Regions from separate parts of the Pan troglodytes genome. Here region 2 is linked to region 1. Evidence: chromatin contacts called from public Hi-C data. All regions are on one chromosome and are shown on one strand. The core of a region is the stretch at or near the end of the contact, and the rest is flanking DNA. Distances in the headings are between cores, read along the strand shown.

Region 1 (5,948 bases), core at 2,314-4,813:
GTTACATGGTCTGTTTTTGTCCAGAGTTTTCTATAATTACCATATGTAAATTGTAACAAATAGAAGAAAAGCAAAATGTTTATATAATTTTACAAAATCCGTACTGTTTTGTCTTGGCCCTAACTCCTTTGCATCAGTGGTTAGTCAGAATTAGGTTCTCTGTGTTTTTTCCCTAAAAGTTGAACTTACAAAACTTTATTCTGCCCTTTTACAATAATGTTCCTCTGTGGATCCTGTATATCTCCTTTTTAAATGAAGGCCTCTGTTTACAGAGTAGGTTAGATGTAGTATTCTTTCAAGGAGTCTACGTCTCTTAAGTGGGAAAATTTTATTTCTGGAAACCTTATGATGTCTACTTCGACTTCTAAGACTCTACCCTATCTATAAAGAGTCCCTTAAGGACATTTCCTTGCTTTTTTTTTTTTTTCTGCTAGACAGGAAAAAGAATGATTAGGATATAACATGAGTCAGCAGTAATACCACTTATTTGAAAGAGAACTCTAAATGCAAGTGTGGATTGTAAGACTTATAAAGTAGTCTTTATTCATTAATAATCAAGATCTTAGAATATTTTGTCAAATTTAGATTAACAGCGTAGGGAAAAAACTGAGGATTGACATAAAACATGAGGTTAAAACAGATACAGAATAACTGTGTATTAAGTACAATGTTTGAAGATCATTTATTTTTCAAGTGATTAAGAGTTTAATTATAAACATAACCTTCTGAAAACAGAAGAGAATGGGATTAAATTTCAATATAAAAGATTTAAGTGAGAAAACAAAGGCATAATCAGAACAGTTTTTGTGTGGAATTTTCCTTGGGATGTAGGAAATATTATTTTGAGGATAAGTCTTTGATGATGAACAAGGTGGCTTAATAAGGGGTTTGTTCAAAAGCAAGCAGGAGTGCTGTGTCACCTTTAATACTTGTTTTGCAGTAACTGGTGATTTATATTTATTCAGTGTTGTTTTCATCTGTACTTGGAAGTTTGGATTTGTCACCTGTTAGAAACACATTAAGAATGCATTACTCATGTGAAATACATTAAAAAATAACCTCCAATTCTGTGTTTATGTCTTCAAATGTGACAGAAGTGATGGTGAAAGTTCATGTTGTTGATCTAAAGGCAGAATCTGTAGCTGCTCCTATAACTGTTCGTGCTTACTTAAATCAGACAGTTACAGAATTCAAACAACTGATTTCAAAGGTAAGTTTTAAAAGGGGTCTGTAAATAAATTTTTGAGAGCCTGCTATGTACAAGACACACTATGTGACAGTTATGAATAAGATACATGCTTTACCTCCAGGAGCTAATTAATATTTGTAGTTAGGAGACAACTGTAGTTAAAAGAAACAGATTGAGTAAAGTGTGGAGGTAAGAAAGTGTGAGGCAAGTACATATAACAACTTATATGTGTTGGCTGGATTATCATAAAATACAGGATTGGAAATGTAAGTACAGTTTATTTCATGAAGAGCTTTAAACAGTAAACACGAAAGTTTGGGCTCCTTTTTGGCGTAGGCAATAAGTCGAGTTTTTGTTTTCGTCGTTTTTAAGTGCGGCAATGCTGCATTTAGTGTCTGGTGACACTAGACTAGCGTTCCACATGCCTTGAGGGGAGTCAGGAATGGAGAGGAGGAAGCTGTTGAAATAATTCAAGTGCAGGTGTATGACTGGAAATGAGAGAAGGCATAGATTCCAAGAGAGATAGAATCTGTAGGACTTGTAATTGTTAAATGTTGGGGTAAAGCAGATGCACCGATGACCTGAGCCAGGGGTTTCAAACTTGGGTAACCAGAAAAGTAGGGATACATTAATAGAAATAGAGGAGGAAGGTGAGGGTGTAGACTTGACAGGGAAGGTGATGAATTAAATACTGGTGCCATTATGTGAGCTAGTGGTAAAGAACATAGGCTCATTCCGATTTTTTGAGCTGGAAAAGTATAACAATGAAAACATTCAAATTTTGGGGGGCAAAAGGATTAGTCCACACCAGACAAATGATTATCATCCTTACAAGGGTCCTGTACTCTGCAGAACCCTGAGCATACAAACGGCAGATTTTGCAGGGTTCTTGAACCATAGGTTAATATTCCCTGGTGTAGTGGAAATTGTTCCATAATTACAAGTTGAGTCCAGTTTTCAGTCATTCATCTTATGGTAGTCTTGTCTTTCATCTCATTATCTGGGGTTGTAAATACCTGTTTAGCAGAGTTGTAGTGAACATTAATGAAAAATAAATAAATGCTCTGAGGAAAAAAATTGTAAGGTATTATGTAAGAGTTGGTGGTTATTATGTTCTAAAAAAAAGTTTATATTTTGACTTCTGTATATGACTTCTAACAATTTTGCTAAAGTAATAACCAAGAAACAAATCATTTTGTGAAATTATATTTTATGATTAAATTGCTTGTAAATGCATACTATGTTGGTATAATATACTGTATATTACATTTTTAAAATATGAATGACAAATGTAAAAAAATTTAGTTTAATAAGCACTCACACATAATACAAAAGAAAGAGACACAGTAGTTTCTTCCCCAAGAAGTTAATAATCTTACTGAGAAAAATATGTCTATAGAGAATAAAGGCAGTCACAAAACATCATGTAAACAAATACAGTATTTTTAACCAGCCTGCTTAAGAATTAGGTAGTTATAATTGATGACCTTAGTTGCATTGAAAAGAAATTGTGTTTTTTAAATGTAAAGTATTTTTATCTGCTGCTTTCATGTCAATTTATAAAATGACTCCAAAAATTAAAGATGTGGACTTTCAGAAAAACTTAAAATTTTCCCTACTAATCTTCTCATTTTACACAAAGGAAAATTGCTTATTGCTTTAATAAAAGTATTAAAAACTATTCACAGATTATAGAAAGGCCTGTCAAAAGCCAAGAAGTTCAACATTTTGGTATCAGCAGTCAAAAAGTCAGTTACGCAGTTTCTTTGGAATCAGATCACTCATTTACTTGGCAAGTTTGAGAGGAATAGAGATTCTAGGAAAAAATCCTTACCTTTAAAATAGTTTCAGAGCATACATTTATAAGTGGTACTTTGTTCTCCTGATTTGCAGTATAATTTATGGCTGTAAGTATTTTTTCCCTTCAATTATTCAAAAATTTTAAAACCTCTACTAAAATTATGTTTCTCTCTGCTGCTTTTAAGAAGAACTCAGCAGTGTCTTGCTTTCCCATATTTTTAAGTCAAGCAGAATTATTTTTGAAAGAGTACTTTTTATTAAATTGCTTTCATTATAGGCCATCCATTTACCTGCTGAAACAATGAGAATAGTGCTGGAACGCTGCTACAATGATTTGCGTCTTCTCAGTGTCTCCAGTAAAACCCTGAAAGCTGAAGGATTTTTTAGAAGTAACAAGGTATGTCATTTACTTTTTCATTACTATTTTCTATGCTGGTAGTAGTAAATGAAATTAGGTTCAATATTATAAGCCTGGCCTCCACAGCTGTTCAACATCTGTCTGGAACTTAATTTAAAATTCTCAACCCAGTAATTACCTTCCTTTGTAGTCAGGTCAGGTCAGGCTCCCTTCTGTCCTGTGAATCAGTCCTACTGGTTCTCCTCTTCTTTGCCTTTGTTCATGTGCACTCCCACCTGGAGTGTTCTTCCTCCTCTCCCTGCATTTTTTTTTTTCAGTCTCCAGATTAGTCCTACCTCTTTGGTGAAGACTTCATAACCATTTCTTCCCACAGTGATTATGTCCCCTGGATTTTGTTTATTCTTGAGCTTGTCCCATAAAGCAGTGCTTCATGGTGAGGGTCAGAGGCATACCTGGTATAGAGAAAATTATAATCTTGAGTTCACCCAACATTATTCCTTTTGCCTACTCATTTTTCTCTGTTGGAAATGAGAAAGTTCATGTTAATCCTCTTCTTTTGTCTTGCTATTATTATGTGTTTGATCATTTATCATTTTTCATATGTGTTTTTATCACTCTAGTCTCATTCATCTTAGTACAGTCTAGTCTTTTATCTCATTTAACTTTTTTAGTATTTTATTACTAATATGTAATTTTTATTCACCTACACTTCTAAAACTTTTGTGTGGTGGGGGAGGGGATGTATGTGTATATGTGTGTGTATATGTAAAACATTAAAATTTCTAATCCCCTCCAGTACATTACTTTAGGGTAAGAAGTGCAGTAGGGATCTAACTTTTCTTTTTCCTTAAATGGTTAGCGTACTGGTTTCAATTTGTAACATTTACTGAATAGGATAATGATAGTGTTATCCTTTTATGCAAAACCCAACATGCTATTTATAATTGTCAAATTTATGCCAAGTACGAATTTCATTTTTAAAAAAGATTTATTATGGAAAATTTCAAACATAAACAAAAGTAGAGAAAATAGGGAAAATAGAGTGAACCCCCACACATCCCCATCTCTCAGCTTCCACAGTGATCATCTCGTTTCATCTATAATTTAACCACCTACTTCGCCCAGATTATTTGATAAACTTCCTCAGGATCATATCATTTCATCTATAGATAATATGAACATATATATCTAAATGAAGAGAACTCTTTTAAAAAAATGACAATTACATTATATACCTAAGAAATACCTTAATATCAGTCAATATCTAGTCAGTGTTCAAATTTCTCTGATTGTCTTAGAAAATTTTTTTCTGTAAATTTTCCTGTGTCTTTTTTGTTTGCTTCCTTGCAGTTTGTTACAAAGCGAAGTCATTTGCCCATTAAATTTTTCCATGATCTGGATTTTGGTGTTATATTCACAAGGTGTCTTTACACATGTTCCTGTGTCTGTAGTTCAGGCTAAACTTGGATTTCCTAAAGGTGAAAGATTTCTACAATCTAAAGAAAAACCAGAGTATTAATTTCCTAAAGAGAAGGATATATAATACACAACTTTCTGAAATTGGACAACCCAATAAACAAGATGTTTGTGTGTATGTGTATGTCCATACCATCTATCTTAGTGTAGTTTTATGGCTAGTTACAAAGACATTTGAGCCTAATATTCATTTTATTCAGTCTCCAAAACAATAGTGTCCTTCAGAAACTATATCATCACACATGTTATAACATAACTGTGTATTGTGTTGTATTGATGCAATATAATGATGATGATGAATGAGCATGTCACTAAAATTAATATATAATAAAACTCTGACTTACTATGTAGGTGTTTGTTGAAAGCTCCGAGACTTTGGATTACCAGATGGCCTTTGCAGAGTCTCATTTATGGAAACTCCTGGATCGGCATGCAAATACAATCAGATTGTTTGTTTTGCTACCTGAACAATCCCCAGGATCTTATTCCAAAAGGACAGCATACCAGAAAGCTGGAGGCGATTCTGGTAATGTGGATGATGACTGTGAAAGAGTCAAAGGACCTGTAGGAAGCCTAAAGTCTGTGGAAGCTATTCTAGAAGAAAGCACTGAAAAACTCAAAAGCTTGTCACTGCAGCAACAGCAGGATGGAGATAATGGGGACAGCAGCAAAAGTACTGAGACAAGTGACTTTGAAAACATCGAATCACCTCTCAATGAGAGGGACTCTTCAGCATCAGTGGATAATAGAGAACTTGAACAGCATATTCAGACTTCTGATCCAGAAAATTTTCAGTCTGAAGAACGATCAGACTCAGATGTGAATAATGACAGGAGTACAAGTTCAGTGGACAGTGATATTCTTAGCTCCAGTCATAGCAGTGATACTTTGTGCAATGCAGACAATGCTCAGATCCCTTTGGCTAATGGACTTGACTCTCACAGTATCACAAGTAGTAGAAGAACGAAAGCAAATGAAGGGAAAAAAGAAACATGGGATACAGCAGAAGAAGACTCTGGAACTGATAGTGAATATGATGAGAGTGGCAAGAGTAGGGGAGAAATGCAGTACATGTATTTCAAAGCTGAACCTTATGCTGCAGATGAAGGTTCTGGGGAAGGATAT
Region 2 (5,948 bases), core at 2,324-4,823, 100 kb after region 1:
TGTTCCTCATAGGCCTCTGGGCCTGTGAGAGAGGGGCTGCCTTGAAGACCTCTGACATGTCCTGGAGACATTTTCCTCATTGTTTTGGGGATTAACATTCAGCTCCTCATAACTTATGCAAATTTCTGGGCCGGGCGCAGTGGCTTACGCCTATAATCCCAGCACTTTGGGAGGCCAAGGCAGGTGGATCACAAAATCAGGAGTTCGAGACCAACCTGGCCAATATGGTGAAACCCCACCTCTACTAAAAATTAGGCAGGCATGGTGGCATGTGCCTGTAGTCCCAGCTACTCAGGAGGCTGAGGCCGGAGAATCACTTGAACCCAGGAGGCAGAGGTTACAGTGAGCTGAGATTGCACCACTGCACTCTGACATGGGTGTCAGAGTGAGACTGTCTTTAATAAAAAAAAAAAAAAAAAATCAGAAAAAAAATTCTGCAGCCAGTTTTAATTTCTCCTCAGAAAATGGGATTTTCTTTTCTATTACATTGTTAAGCTGCAAATTTTCTGAACTTTTATACTCTGCTTCCCTTATAAACTAAATGCCTTTAACAGCACTCAAGTCACCTACTGAATGCCTTGCTGCATAGAAATTTCTTCCGCCAGACACCCTAAACCATCTCTCTCAAGTTGAAAATTCCACAAATCTCTAGGGCAGGCGCAAAATGCTGCGAGTCTCTGCTAAAACATAACAAGAGTCACCTTTGCTCCAGTTCCCAAGTTCCTCATCTCCATCTGAGACCACCTTAGCCTGGATTTCATTGTTCAGATTATTATCAGCATTTTGGTGAAAGCCATTCAACAAGTCTCCAGGAAGTTCCAAACTGTTCCACATTTTCCTGTCTTCTGAGCCCTCCAAACTCCTCCAACCTCTGTGTGTTATCCAGTTCCAAAGTAGCTTCCACAGTTTTGGGTATCTTTATAGTACTGCCCCATTCCTAGTACCAGACTAATGCTATGTATTAGTCTGTTTTCACGCTGCTGATAAAGAGAAACCCAAGTCTGGGCAATTTACAAAAGAAAGAGGTTTAATGGATTCACAGTTCCATGTGGCCGAGGAGGCCTCATGATCACAGCAGAAAGTGAAAGGCACATCTCACATGGCAGCAGACAAGAGAAGAGAGAATGAGAGCCAAGTAACAGCGGAAACCCCTTCTAAAACCATCAGATCTTGTGAGACTTATTCACTACCACGAAAACAGTATGGGGGAAATTGTCTCCATGATTTAATTATCTCTCACTGGGTTCCTTTCCTAACACATGGGAATTATGGGAGCTACAATTCAAGATGAGATTTGGGTGGGGACACAGCCAAACCATATGAGATGTAGAGTAACCAGAGTCCTTGTGCACTGTTGGTGGGAACATAAAAAGTTACAGCTGCTGTGGAAAAGAGTACGGAAGTTCCTCAAAAAAAAAAAAATGAGTGAAGCTGCCCACAGTGCGTTAATATCACAGAAAGATTGTAGAAAGATACGCATAACATGGTTGCATTTTCATCGTGGGAAAAACGATGCACTGTATGTATAAAAAGAATGTGTTTGATGATGTAACCATGAGTAAAAAACAGGAAGCATATCAAACCGTTAATGGTTCTGAATGGGTAGGCTTGCAACATTCCTTTGTGGTTATTTACATGCCTGTCTTGTCCCATCTATCTGTCAAGCTCCATTGGCTTGTCTTATTCATCCTTTCTTCCCCACTTACGCAGCACTGGTTCTTGGGCATGTGAGGGTTTGGTAAAGTTTTGCAGAATTGAATTGCTAATCATTGCCTCCCCACTTGCTCACCTATACTACAAACCAGAACTTGTTCAACGTCATACGGCTACCTTTAAATATTCTTGTTTTAAGTCTAAGTTCCAAAATATTATATTAGTAAATATGCTGACTTCCCTATACTACACTCCTCAAGACTTAATGCACAGAAATCCTTAGTAAGTGGGAAGAAACAAAAGATTTGAACAATAAAAATGCTGCAGGAATCCAGCACTGTTTGAAGGTTGCCTTTCTCCGAAGGTTACTGTTGAGAAAGAGAGGAGAGAGAGACCAACGTATCTCCCTGTACCTTGAAAGCTATTCTCCTCCAAGACATCTATCAAGAGTTTCTGTCCATGTGGGTTATGGAAATGGTGTTAACTCATGCAGAATTTTAATTACTTGTCTCAGGGGCCAAATGTATTTATGTATGTATCCATGTCATGATTATTTATTCGTTCAATGAATGTTCAGAATCCTACAATATACCAGCTGTAATGCCTCATCATGAAATGTAAAACTGAAGAAAGCGGGGTTCTATTCTCAACGAGGGAGCCTCTGCCCTCACTTTTCTTTTTCATCACTTGAGCACCAATACCGAGCAGCCTCGTCTGTTTTTTTTTTGCTTGTTTGTTTCCCCCCTGACATAGCATAAACTTAACTCTAGACGATTGTGTAGGATTGCTGCTGGAGTCCTGGATGCTAGTCTTTTATTTTATTTTTTAGTGACACTCACTCACTTTGTGTCCTAAAGCAAGCCCAGTTCCGTCTCTGTGCCTTGGTCTCGCCTCAGACAAATGGGGTATCCATTTGCCCTGCCAAACTCTAAGGGGTATTGTGAGGGCCAGACAGGGCAACAGATGCTGAAAGCATTTGAAATGAACAGAGCTGTGTAGAAGTGTCAGGCAGTACTCTTCCTGTGCCCCGGGTCACCGTAACTTGAAGAGCATCTGGACATATGTCAGAGAAAATAAAAACTGTTTTTGTTTCTCAGTGAAAATACCTGCCTTTTGAGACTTTCATTTAAAATGAAAACATTCCAAAGTAGTATGTGATCTTGAACAAGTCATTTTCCTCTCTGAGTCTCAGTTTATTCTCCTATAAAATAAGCCAGTGAGACTAGATGGATACATTTCAAATTCTGCTCTAGAAAATTCTTCACTGGGAAGAGATTCTTTTATCCCCACATCTGCAACCAGAACCGCCATATATTTTTCAAATTTTACCATTTTACTTATTTGGCTTCTATGTGAGGTCTTTTTGGTTTTCTTTTTCTTTTAAAGTGAAAGTAAGTTTATTAACAAAGTAAGAAAATAAAAGAATGGCTACTCCATAGTCAGGGCAGTGGCTTTTGTTTTTGTTTTGTTTTGTTTTGTTTTTTCTCCTAAATAAAAATCCTAAGGCTAAAACAAAAAAAGAAAACCAGAACACGGCTAGATCACCTGTAGGGCCATTCTTCCCGGCCTTCGTGTCTGCACACGGAAGACCCACGTGCTTTCTGCTTAACGTGTGTGCATTCCTCTTGTATGTGTCAGGCGTGCACGAGGCCTCTCAGGACAGAATTCCTTTGCAGGGGGATTGACAATGAGTCATAACCTGCTTGACTTTTAAGTGTGCACTCAGAGATGACCATTTTTTATAGCAGAATTCCCGAGTCTAAACAACCTTTGGCAGCTGAAGACTGAGAATGAAATTCACCAACCAGTCCAGGGAAAACCTCTTCCAAAAGCTGTAATATTTTTGTTGGATGCAGGTGTGACCCGTGGTCTTGCCGTGGGGGAAGGGAATGGCTGTGGGAACAGTGCCACCTTGTGGCCATTTTTTATGAGCAGACACTGGGTGCTCCCTGAGCTGAGGGTAGGTTCCTGGATGGTTACACTCCTGAAGAGGGACTTTCATTTTGGGATTGGGAAGGGGCCCAGAGATACACTGAGACCAGAGCCAGTCCCCACCTGGCAGCAAGCTCAGCTGCCTGAGTCAGAAGCCCTTCTCCAAAGCTACCACACTCCTGAGGCCCAGGAAGGCTGCCAGGCTGGGCGTGTGGTTTTTGGGAGGGTCGTGTGGCTGTCACTAGCAGGAACGTGTCTGGATATGGGAGTGGGAGGCAGAGTCTGAGAGGAGACAGAACAAATTTCACAATGGCCATGTCTGAGCCCCAGTTGGGAAGACGGTGACCCAGGAAGTATGCAAAGTGGTAGCAGAAGGGTGGTGTCCTCTTGTCTAGAAACCCGGGAGGCCTACAAAGCAGAGAGGACTCTACCTGTCCCCTCACGCCTGACCGTAGCCTGGGGCCTAAATGAGCCCTCCTGCTCTCCGCCTTGCTGCCACGCCACCATCCCTGGCACAGGGTTCCTGGGAGGACAAAACGAGATGCATGAGGCTTAACACAGCACCTGGTGCGTGGGAAGCCCTCAGACATCCCTGTGCCTGTCCCCTCCCTCTCCTACTCTGTGCACTAGACATTGGAGTGACAACAATGAACCCAGCACAGCTGCTGTCAGAACTCACAGGCTGGCTGGGCGTGATGGTGCACACCTGTAATCCCAGGACTTTGGGAGGCTGAGATGGGAGGATTGCTTCAGTCTGGGAGTTGGAGACTAGCTTAGGTAACATATGGAGATTCCGTTGTTACAAAAGATAAAAAACAATCAGCCAGGTGTGGTGGCACGCTCCTATAGGTTCAGCTACTCAGGAAGCTAAGGTAGTGATCACTTGAGCCCAGGAAGATGAGGCTGCAGTGAGCTGTGATCACACAACTGCACTCCAACCTGGGTGACAGAGTGAGACCCTGTCTCAAAAAAATAAAAAATAAGAAGGACAGGTGTGGTGGCTCATGCCTGTAATCCCAGCACTTTGGGAGGCCGAAGTGGGAAGATTATTTGGAGTCAGGAGTCCAAGACTAGCCTAGGCAACTTAACAAGACCCTGTCTCCACAAAAAAATATAAAAATTAGCCAGGCATGGTGGTGTGCCCTGCAGTCCCAGCTACTCAGGAGGCTGAGGTGGAGGATTGCTGGAGCCCAGGAGTTCAAGACTGCAGTGAGCCATGATTATGCCACTGCACTCCAGCCTAGGGGACAGAGTGAGACCCTGTCTCAAAAAAAAAAAAAAAAAAAAAGGTAAAAAGAAACACCATAAAAATAAATTTAATAATAATATATTTAATAAGATATATCCAATATCTTGTCATTTTAAAATGTAATTAAAATAAAATTCAGTAATTAAAATAAAATTCATCAACTTCCCTAAGAGCTGGAAAATTAATGAAATATTTTATATTCTTGTTTTCTATGCTGCTTGAAATTCTGTGCGTATTTTACACCCACAGCACATCTCAATTTGGACTCACCACATTTCAAGCACTAAATAGCCACATGTGGCTAGTGGCTACTGCACTGCACAGCACAGGGCTGGTGCAAGGAAAGGCGCTCACACACATATACACAATACACACACATGCACAAATACACACATACACACACACATATCCACACACATACAAACACACACATGCACATACACACACATGCACACACACATACACACACATACAAACATATATACACACACACATATACACACCCAGAGGTCAGTAAGTTACTGGTCAGAAACTTTATAAGGGGCACAAAGTTGGTGGGTGATATGGTTGGGCTCTCTGTCCCCACCCAAATCTCATCTAGAATTGTAATCCCCACGTGTGGAGGAAGGGACCTGGTAGGAGGTAATTGGATCATGGGGCCTGTTTTCCCCCTTGCTATTCTCGTGATAGTGAGTTCTCATGAGATCTAATGGTTTAAAAGCGTGTGGTAGATTCCCTTGCTCTCTCTCCTGCCACCATGTGAAGAAGGTCCTTGCTTCCTCTTCGCCTTCCGCCATGATTGTTAGTGTCGTGAGGCTTCCCAGTCATGCTTCCTGTTAAGCCTGTGGAACTGTGAGTCAGTTAAACCTCTTTTCTTTATAAATTATCCCGTCTGAGGCAGTTCTTTACAGCAGTGTGAAAATGGAGTAATACAGTGGGGGAGGCTAACTTGGACTGGGAAGGTCAGAAAAGTCATCTTGGAGGAGGTGGTGTTTAAACCTGGCTGGCTGGCTGCATGAGACTTGAAAGTGAAGCGATGGAGAAAGGCTGGAGGGTGGGAGAGGGGTTGGCCTGTCCATGCACCATCCAGGCACCTTCTGATAGAATGAGAGTG

What was found. Hi-C and Micro-C count contacts between places; a contact is called where the count stands out from the background.
Region 2: a contact with region 1 is called in a Hi-C map of induced pluripotent stem cells, with 4 times the contacts expected there. The contact joins two enhancer-like sites. A contact is called at or near these places in 4 of 7 Hi-C or Micro-C datasets (blood, induced pluripotent stem cells and stem cell-derived neural progenitor cells).

The regions. Positions count from the first base shown.
Region 1 is chr9:16,094,083-16,100,030 of NHGRI_mPanTro3-v2.0_pri, forward strand. USP47 (ubiquitin specific peptidase 47) reads left to right here. Exons shown (of 28, transcript XM_001171097.6): 18 at 1,095-1,210; 19 at 3,267-3,386; 20 at 5,175-5,948. Among named protein-coding and RNA genes, the nearest start is that of DKK3, 70 kb to the right of the region's middle. Within about 2 kb of position 3,564, at least 1 of the 24 cell types and tissues checked has an H3K27ac peak or open chromatin away from gene starts, as enhancers often do. A contact at or near this core is called in induced pluripotent stem cells, where this site is marked.
Region 2 is chr9:16,197,113-16,203,060 of NHGRI_mPanTro3-v2.0_pri, forward strand. No RefSeq gene overlaps it. Among named protein-coding and RNA genes, the nearest start is that of DKK3, 33 kb to the left of the region's middle. Within about 2 kb of position 3,574, at least 10 of the 24 cell types and tissues checked have an H3K27ac peak or open chromatin away from gene starts, as enhancers often do. A contact at or near this core is called in induced pluripotent stem cells, where this site is marked.